2 separate regions of the Sus scrofa genome follow, and region 1 is linked to region 2. Evidence: chromatin contacts called from public Hi-C data. All regions are on one chromosome and are shown on one strand. The core of a region is the stretch at or near the end of the contact, and the rest is flanking DNA. Distances in the headings are between cores, read along the strand shown. Region 1 overlaps CGNL1 (cingulin-like protein 1). Region 2 overlaps CGNL1 (cingulin-like protein 1).

The links. A called contact is a pair of places that touch in the nucleus more often than the background predicts.
Region 1: a contact with region 2 is called in a Hi-C map of liver, with 2.3 times the contacts expected there. The contact joins two enhancer-like sites. A contact is called at or near these places in 1 of 5 promoter capture datasets (liver) and 6 of 47 Hi-C or Micro-C datasets (fetal liver, liver and skeletal muscle).

Annotation. Positions count from the first base shown.
Region 1 is chr1:114,431,632-114,435,712 of Sscrofa11.1, forward strand. All of the region lies in intron 14 of CGNL1 (cingulin-like protein 1), which reads right to left. Among named protein-coding and RNA genes, the nearest start is that of MYZAP, 47 kb to the left of the region's middle. Within about 2 kb of position 2,045, at least 18 of the 83 cell types and tissues checked have an H3K27ac peak or open chromatin away from gene starts, as enhancers often do. A contact at or near this core is called in fetal liver and liver, where this site is marked.
Region 2 is chr1:114,590,649-114,595,350 of Sscrofa11.1, forward strand. All of the region lies in intron 1 of CGNL1 (cingulin-like protein 1), which reads right to left. Among named protein-coding and RNA genes, the nearest start is that of CGNL1, 35 kb to the right of the region's middle. Within about 2 kb of position 2,948, at least 4 of the 83 cell types and tissues checked have an H3K27ac peak or open chromatin away from gene starts, as enhancers often do. A contact at or near this core is called in fetal liver and liver, where this site is marked.

The DNA.
Region 1 (4,081 bases), core at 795-3,294, 160 kb before region 2:
CTGAGCGAGGCCAGGGATCAAAGCTGCATCCTCACAGATACTAGTCAGGTTCTTAACTCACTGAGCTACAACAGGAACTCCAAAAGGGGACATTTTGATGCAGACAGACACGGACAGAGGCAAGACAGAGACACAGGGAGAATGCCACGTGAAGACAGAGGATTGGATGGAGGCAGCTCCAAGTCAAGGAATACCAAGATTGCCAGCAAACTGCCAGAAGCAGGAAGAAGGAAGGAAGGATTCTTGCACAGGACTGGAGGATGAATGGCCCTGCCAATGCTTTGAATTCAGAGTTTTGGCCTCCAGAGCCTGAGACAATACATCTTAGCTGTTCTAGGCCATCTACTTTACAGTGCTCTGGGATGAAGCCCTAGAGAACTGAACACCTGCACAGCATTTCATAGGCAGTATCCCACGACAGCCCCACAACAACCCCACGGCGACAACGATGACGTAGGTAATATCATCTCTGCTGAGGACATCACAGCTCCGAGAATCTAATCACCCTGGATGGTGACCAGCCCTCCCAGATTGCCCAAGACCAAGGATGGACTTGGGACATAGGATTTCTGCTCAATCTGCAGGAGTCCCGGGCAAACTGGGACAAGTCAGTCACTCAACCTGCTGGAGAGCTACACAACTAACAACAGAGGGGCTGAGATTTCCCTGAGTTCCTGACTGCTGCATTCAAGTTCAAGCTTCAGAGAAGGCTTCCGCAGTCAGCATATCTCAGATGCTACTAGATCTCTCCCTTCTTATGCCAGAAACAGAAGTCAGCAAGAATGCTCCAGGTGTCCTGGCAAAGGCCAAGTGCTACTGTGGATTTCTTCTATAGTAATAGGAAATGAGCCTGGCTGGGCAGCATCTGGAAAGAGATCCCATCACCTGCCTGTCAGCATCTCCATCTCCCATCCCCTTTAGCACAGGTGAAAGGAACTTCAAAGGCAGAGGCCCCAGATGCTGTTTCCAGAACCGTCCAATAGAGGGCGCCCTGAAGACACCCAGAGAACCAGGAAAATCAAGCTGCCTGCTCCTTAAGGTCAGCGACCAACATAGCTAAGAGGTGTGCACATAGCAGTCCCTTGAGGCCTGGGGAGACCTGTAACACTCTCACCTTATCTGTTCTTGGCCTGGATTTTCACAGGCTATACAAGCTCCCCTGAGTAAAAGATTAGGTCATTCCTTCCCTGCCATCCACCCCAAGTGCAAGAGCTGACAGTTCTATGAATAATGAGAGGTGTCACCACAACAGGCTAGGCTTGCATCTCCCACTGTCCCAACCACAGTGTTGCACGGGGTGACAAGTGGAGTGGTGTGGCTGGTCCAGAGTGGGTGACACGGAGTGGTAAGAAATGAGGCTGGCCACTGTCACGGCTGGTACATGGAGGCCTTGGCACCACAGGAGGAAGCTGGGACCCTGCCCACAGGTGAGGGTGAATCTGTGTGTCCAAAAAATAAAAAATAAAGTTTGCCTTTCTGACCGGCAGGCTTCTAAGGCACCGGGGTTCTGAATTTTACAGCAGAGGACACTGAGGTCCAGGGCAGTTATCCATGTACCTGGAGGGAGCCAAGCCAACTCAGAGCTCACAGCCCCATGTGCTCTGGCTCCCTAGACCAACTCAGTGGAAAAAACTTCAAATGGACTTAGGGTTAAGACAGCTGTCACGTAAAAACCAAACCTGGGAGGCAGTCAGTCTCCTTGGGGCATCCTTATACGCAGCAGGGGAAAAAATGCCAGCCTTGCATAGGGTCAGCAGGCAGAGCATTTAAAACTCCTCCTGTGCCCCCTGCCTGGAGAATCACATGCTGCAAAGAGGGCCTGGAATGATTTCTGTAACGCTCTATAAGCACAAAGTCCAGGGGTAATGAATGCAGCCTCACAGCCCCACTCCGAATGCAGCTGTGACCCACAGAGGTTGTCAGCACAGCTGGGCCACGGGGCCTCGACATGCCTCTCGGGGGAAATTGTTCTGTTCACGCCTGCTGGGCAGAGGCCAGGCCTCACTGAGGACACAGTTAAACTTTCACTGCAATGGGAAGCAATTACACAGGCTGGCAGCAGGGGCCCCGCTCTCTTCCTGGCTCTGCATATGACCTTGGTCAGCTCACCTCTGGGATGCAGACTCATTTTAGAACAAGGCAGCCTGTGACACAGCAAAAGCGCCCTGGGGTGCTGTGTGTGTGGCTCTCCCTGAAGGCAGCTGCAGTCCCCTGCTCCATCCTTAGCTACAGTGACCATCTCTTCCCTCCAGATCTTTAGGACCGTCCCCAGAAAAGACCCCCCTCTGTCAAGCTCAGAGGTAGAGTGTGTTTGTGAACTTACAGGCTTGTGTGCTGGGGGGAGGGGTGGTCTTGGAATGATGGGGTGGGTGCATTCATTCCTCAGACTATACCTATCATCAGCCTAGGCTGGACATCGTGACAAAAAGACCAACACAGTATCCGATCTCATCACAGGCTTGTAGGGGACAAACTGGCCTGGTACATGCAGTCAGTGTCACCGAGATAGGGAAGGAGGGAGTAGGGGTGGAACACATCGGGGGGGAGTCACACCCCACCCAGACTTGGAGGGCCAGGGAAACCCTCCAGATAAAGGAACACAGGGTGGGGGAGGACAGAGTCAGGAAGAGATGGGAGGGGGCAGAAGAGAACATGCAGCCGATGAGACAGGGCGGAAGTAAGAGAGAGGCAGCACAGGTGGGGAGCCAAGGGGACAGGTGGAGTGATAGACAGGGTGCAGTCACACGGGGCCCACAATAGTACTGTGACCAGGACAGAAAGGACAGAAGCCCTGCATTGCTTTTTTAGAGTGTTATTCCCTCCCACCATCCCCCAATGAGGTGGGTACTGTAAATATGCCTGCCCACCCTGGAGTCCAGGGGTGTTTGCACACACAGGTGTGGAGGCTGCATGATGCCAGGTGAAGCCACAGGATGGAAGAGCTCACTAAGGAGAAAGGAATGAAGGAGGAGGAGGAACTGAGTCTGGGAAGGCCTCCTGCTCCACGTTATGAGGGGAGGCAGGGAGGAAACCAGGATGCTGACCCGTCCCCAGAGCAAAAGAAGGGAGGCCCTGAGGAAGGTGGGCGGAAGGAGGACTGAGGAAAAGGCATGTCGGATGCGGGGAGTTTGGTCTGGGAGGCTGGGCAGGCAGAACCGGACTGCAGAGACTGGGAGACAAGGCTCCAGGCGGTCAGCTGCAGAGCTTGAGGGAGGAGTTTGCAAGCCATCTGCCCACACTGTTCCCAGACCAAGGGCGAGAATCACAGAAGAGGAAGACGCAGTGGGTGATGGACTGTAACAGGATGGGAGTATGACGGGAGACAGGCCATCCAGGGAGGGACAGGCAGGATCCAGCTTCCCCCCACCCCGGGGGGGGGGGGGCAGCATGGAGAGAACCTCTCCCTGGGAGACCTAGAGCACAGAAGACCCAGCCAGGCTGGGGGAAGCAGGATCCTGGAGCTCGGAGGCCTGGGAGGGAGCAGGAAGGGAGAGAGAAAGAAGAGAAGTGAGATTATTTCCCCCAAAGTGAAAGGATAAGGAAAAACTGGAGGCTTGTAGAGAAAGAAATTCAGTTGTTACAGGGTGTGAGGTCCAAATCCAGCAAGAGGCAGTAAAAGGTGGGCAGGGCAGAGGCCAGAGTCTCCTCGCAGCTGGACAGCACCTGCTGTCTGGGGGCCCGGGTGGTGACTTCCCACAGCTGTGCTCCAGGCTGAGGAAAGAGGAGGGAAACACAAAGAAGCAAGAGCCTCTGGTGACAGGGGCGGAGCAACTACGTGTCTGCGTCTGAGCCCATTAATCCTCCTGGAACTCGCAGGGGCAGAAGTCAGCACCCTTGCTTTCCAGGTGGGAGGCTCAGGAAGAGGGGAAGCAGCTTTGGGCTGCAAACCTGTAGGACCCAGGTTCCTCAATGAAGGGCAAAATGCAGGACAGGCAAGAGCTCATTGCGGGGGCGGGGGAGACCACGGAGCCTAAAGGGAAGCAGCAGGAGGCGAGAGGCGGAGGTTCTGTGGAGGGATTGAAGGACCCAAGGGGTTCTCCGCCCTGGGCCCAGGCTGAGGTTCAGGACAAACCCCTCAACG
Region 2 (4,702 bases), core at 1,698-4,197:
CAACTGGTATGCATGAGGACAAGGGTTTGATCCTTGACCCCTCTCGGTGGGTTAAGAATACGGTTTTGCTGTGGCTGTGGTGTAGGCTGGCAGATGCAGGTAAGATTGGACCTCTAGCCTGGGAACTTCCATATGCTGCAGGTGCAGCCCCAAAACGACAAAAAAAAAAAAAAAAAAAAAAAAATCCTCCTGATTATGATGATGAGAGATTCCCCCTACACTCTCACCCTTTTGAGTGTTCATATGCTTTTCTGTTTAGAAACCACTGTGGCTGCTAGTAAGACAGACATGAAATTCAGGAGGTCACATTTTGTAATTCCTGTCGTGGCTCAGTAGTAACAAATCCTACTAGTATCCATGAGGACATGGGTTTGATCCCTAGTCTTGCTCAGTGGATTAAGGATCTGACATTGCCATGAGCAGTGAGCTGTGGTATAGGTCACAGATGCAGCTCAGATCTGGCGTTGCTATTGTTATGACACAGGCTGGCAGCGACAGCTCCAAGCCAACCCCTAGCCTGGGAACTTCCATATGTCTCAGTTGCAGCCCTAAAAAGATTTTTAAAAAAAGATGTCACCTTTCAAAGGGCTGACCGACTTCTGCCCTTCCTCCCAGAAAACTTTACTGAGTATCTATTTTCTGCTAGACTCAAGGACGTGAGATTAGTCAAAATATTCCTCCTCTTTACTGGTTTTCAGGGGGTTCTTCTGTCATTAGCAAAGGGCACTGATGGGGATCTAATTGCTGAGATAAAGGCATATGTAAGCAGTCAATGATTTGTGAAGAAATGAATGAGTGGGTGCATCAAAGGCATGAATGAAGAGCCCGTGCAGTAACCAGGGTTCAGGGCCCAGAGAGGCACAGCTCAGGGCCAGATGAGTTTGAACCCTGGATCTGATCACTTGGGAGCCACAGAGCTGTGACAAGTGACATATTTTCTTAAAGCCTTCTTTCCTGCACCTGTAAAATGGGTTTAAGACAGTACCCACTCCACAGAGCTGCTATGCTAAACTCTCTCAGACAGGACTGGAGCGAAGTGCTCTAGGAACATTTGCTATTTTGACGAGAATCACTGATTTGGGGAAGACTCTTGGGAAATATGGTGACCCTCTGCCTCTTCTGTACCCCATCCAGGAAGTTGGACTCACTGCAGGTACCCAAACCATAGGGAGAGGTGGTCATGCCCTGAGCAGACCAGACCTGAGGCACCAGGCTACTAGTGGTTCTAATCCCCCGCCCCCCACTTCCCTAGTTCCTCTAACCTTACACCCCACCTCACCCCTCAAAAAGGTGACTCGGGGCAGAGCAGACAGTTAGGGCTGAGCTGGGCTGACTGCATGTGGAACAAAGGTGCTCAAGCCCCAAACCTGAACCTCACAAGTGAAAAAAAAAATCTTAAATTTGGTAAACTTCAGCCAGCAGTCCCTTAGCAAACTCCTCTCTCTTATCTCTCCCTCCATTCTTTCTCTATCAGTACCTCTCCAACTCCTAAAGCTTTCACTGTAATCACCACTCTCAGTAAACTTTCCAGGTTTTTGATATTTGATTAGGGCAAGGAGAGAGGCTAATCAACTTTTCAGCTGCTGCTGTGTAATTCTGAGTAAGTCACTGTTTTTAATAAGGAGGATAAAAATCTCAGAGGAAAAAAAAAATGGTAGAGAAGCAAATCTTTTTTTTTGTTTGTTTTTTAAGCTACCTGTAACACAGCTACAATACAGCTCAAGGATATGGATTAGTTCCTAGGATATACATAAGGCCCTTTTCATGACTTCGAAAACCGGCCATTTCTTTTTCCTTTGTGACAAAATCACAAGAGGGCAGCTGTTACAGCGGCTCAAACTCTGGGCTGGAATCCCCAAACTCCCACTCAGTACCAACTTCAAGACCTCACCAGGTTCCTCAACTGGCAAATGGGACCAACAGCACTGACCACTGACGTCACAGGACCCCTGGGAGGTGTCTTAGTCGCAGGGTGTCCTGCCCAGATTGGACTCCAATTTGCAAGGGAAAACAGTGCCAGTTTCACATGCAATAAAATGCAGGGCTGGAGAGCCAGGGGGAGAGAGAGGTAAAATTTGAATTATTGAAGCTAAGACTAGAAAATCTAGATCATCTTGCCTCAATCCTATAGCAAAGAGATAAACAAGAGGGAAAGATTATTAATAATAAAAGGGCTTTAGATACAAGAAAACTAAAGTAGTGGGCCTCCACATCCCCTACCTAAGGGAAGCAGAAAGCCTTGGGATTGGGCAGCAGGGGACCAAACCCACCCTATGAAACAAGACGCTGCCAGGCAGGCTGCTGAAATCGCCCATGACGAATGCCCTGTGTGCTAATCCCAAACACTAACTCCATGACGACCCTCCACCGAGTCCCCTGGAAACGTTCCCCGGGGCTGACCCTTCTTAGGGTGAAACGCAGAGCCAGAGCCCATTGTACTAATGGACACACATGGAGTAACCCTGTTTTCAACTCACCTTTACTAATTACAGGTCCGCACGACTCTAAACCCTCTAAACCCTTCTTATGTGCAATTTTAAGAGCTTGTGGTAATTACAATGCAGCGACCTTTTGTTTTTGTCAGGAGCACCACGTAAATAGGAGTTGAACGTGCACGGCTTCGTTTTGCTCCAGAATGTTTAACACTGCATTTTGCTTTTCATCTCTTACCCAACAACCAATTATCTCCAAAAATTCAGAGGTTTGCAGGGCTTGAAGAAATGTGGAGATAACTTCTCTCTATCCTAGGATTTGGGATCCATTCGGAGCCTTCCTCAACAGCCAAATCTATCCTCTCCATGAAAAAAGCCAGAAAAAATAGGATTTCATAAAATCTCCCTGGGGATGACAAGCCTGCAGTGATCTTCAGTCTAATATTACACATCATCTAGTAGAAGCAAACAGTAAATCAATCCAGACCGACGGGAACTGTGATGTCAGAAAAACAAGGCACAGGAAACACAATTTCTCAATCAGCTCTGCTTCAGAGGTGCACGGACCAGTGGAAAGGCCTTACCTTTGAATTCAGGCCTCCCAAGCACTCGCAACATCAGGCTGCCATTCCTTCCCATCACCTGCCCAAGATCCAGCACCTCTTTGGGTTTCAGTTTCCTAATCTGTAAAATGAGGCCGCTGCCACCTGCCTCTCAGGAATGTTTGAGTTTTTGAGCAATGGGGGACAAGGCTCCGCTTGCCACCCAACACATGCAAGGTGGACAATCAACAAACAGAACTGCAGTGACTACTTCTGCAGGCCAGCTATTTGGAAACTGCCTTCCCAAAGCAGCGTCAAGTCCAGTTTTCTGTACGTTCAAGGAAAGCTGAGCTAAAGGGACAATAGGATGATAAATAATGAAGTCCACACACTGACTGGAGCCACAGACAAAACCAAACCACTTGCTCTCAAAAGTGCTACAGTGGCCGTACTCCCCTTCCAGCTCTGCTGCACAGGAGAGGTAGCCACCACTCACGAAGCTTCTGCTGCCAGTTGCCAACATGCCAAAAACAGATCCAGGCACATTCTCTGCCAGCTGCCTGGCCGCAGGTCATTTCCCTGCACTGCTAGCTTAAGTACCCCTGAAGCAAATCACTCTTGCCAGAATCCTGTCTCTTCTTTCCTCACTCTCCGCCTTCCCCAGATATGATCTGTGTGCAAACTCTTTCCTCTCCTCCATCAGCAAAGTAACTGAAATCAGTTATTCAAAACTTGACATAGGGATTCAATAAAAGATTTTAAACCTGAGTAATGCTTTCCCCGGGCCTGCAGTGCCCCATGAATTGACAAGTTATCCACCTAACCAGGTGACAAGTGCCAGGTGCAACCTGGGACCCCCCACCCCCAGTTCTTCATGCTCACTGTGAGTGTAAGAGCTCCCAGCTTACTAGAACACCAGTTTACATCTCAAGCTCCATAACTCAGAGACTGCACCCTGTTTACCAAGAACTCAGTGAGCCATCCAGAGCTCTGCCAGGAGTGGGGTCTTTACAAGAACTGAATGTGTTAAATGAGTGAATAAAGAAATGAAACACCAGGAGTTCTCGTCGTCGTGGACACAGTGGTTAACAAATCCAACTAGGAACCATGAGGTTGTGGGTTTGATCCCCAGCCTCGCTCAGTGGGTTAAGGATCTGGCATTACCGTGAGCTGTGGTGAAGGTCGCAGACGCGGCTCAGATCTGGCATTGCTGTGGCTCTGGTGTAGGCCCACAGCTGTAGTTCTGATTCGATCCCTAGCCTGGGAACCTCCATATGTCACGGGTGTGGCTCTAAAAAGCAAAAAAAAAAAGAAAGAGAGAAAGAAATGAAACAACAAAACTTTGGGATGAATTTAAGATGATGCACTCTCCCTCCCAGGGATCCTGGTTTGGGGGACAAGGGACAGTGCCCAAAAAAGAAAGGGCAAGTGGGGTTGGACTGGGGTGTTTGACTGAAAGCTCCACTAAGCTTCCCCTACAGGAAAGTCTGTCAACCCCGGTAACTATTCCCATCAACCCACCCCTTTTTTTTTTTTCTTTTCCACTTTCAGGGCTTTCATGCCATAGCTTGTTTCTTGATAAAAGCAATGTCATGTGATAGAATAAAGTAAGCACTCGGTCACTCAGGGAAAATTATCCAATTTTACAATTCCCCTTGAACTTTGTTCTTCTCCTCTAATGCCTCTCAGCCATTTCACTGCCCTTCAGTGCCAGGATCACAGGAGGGA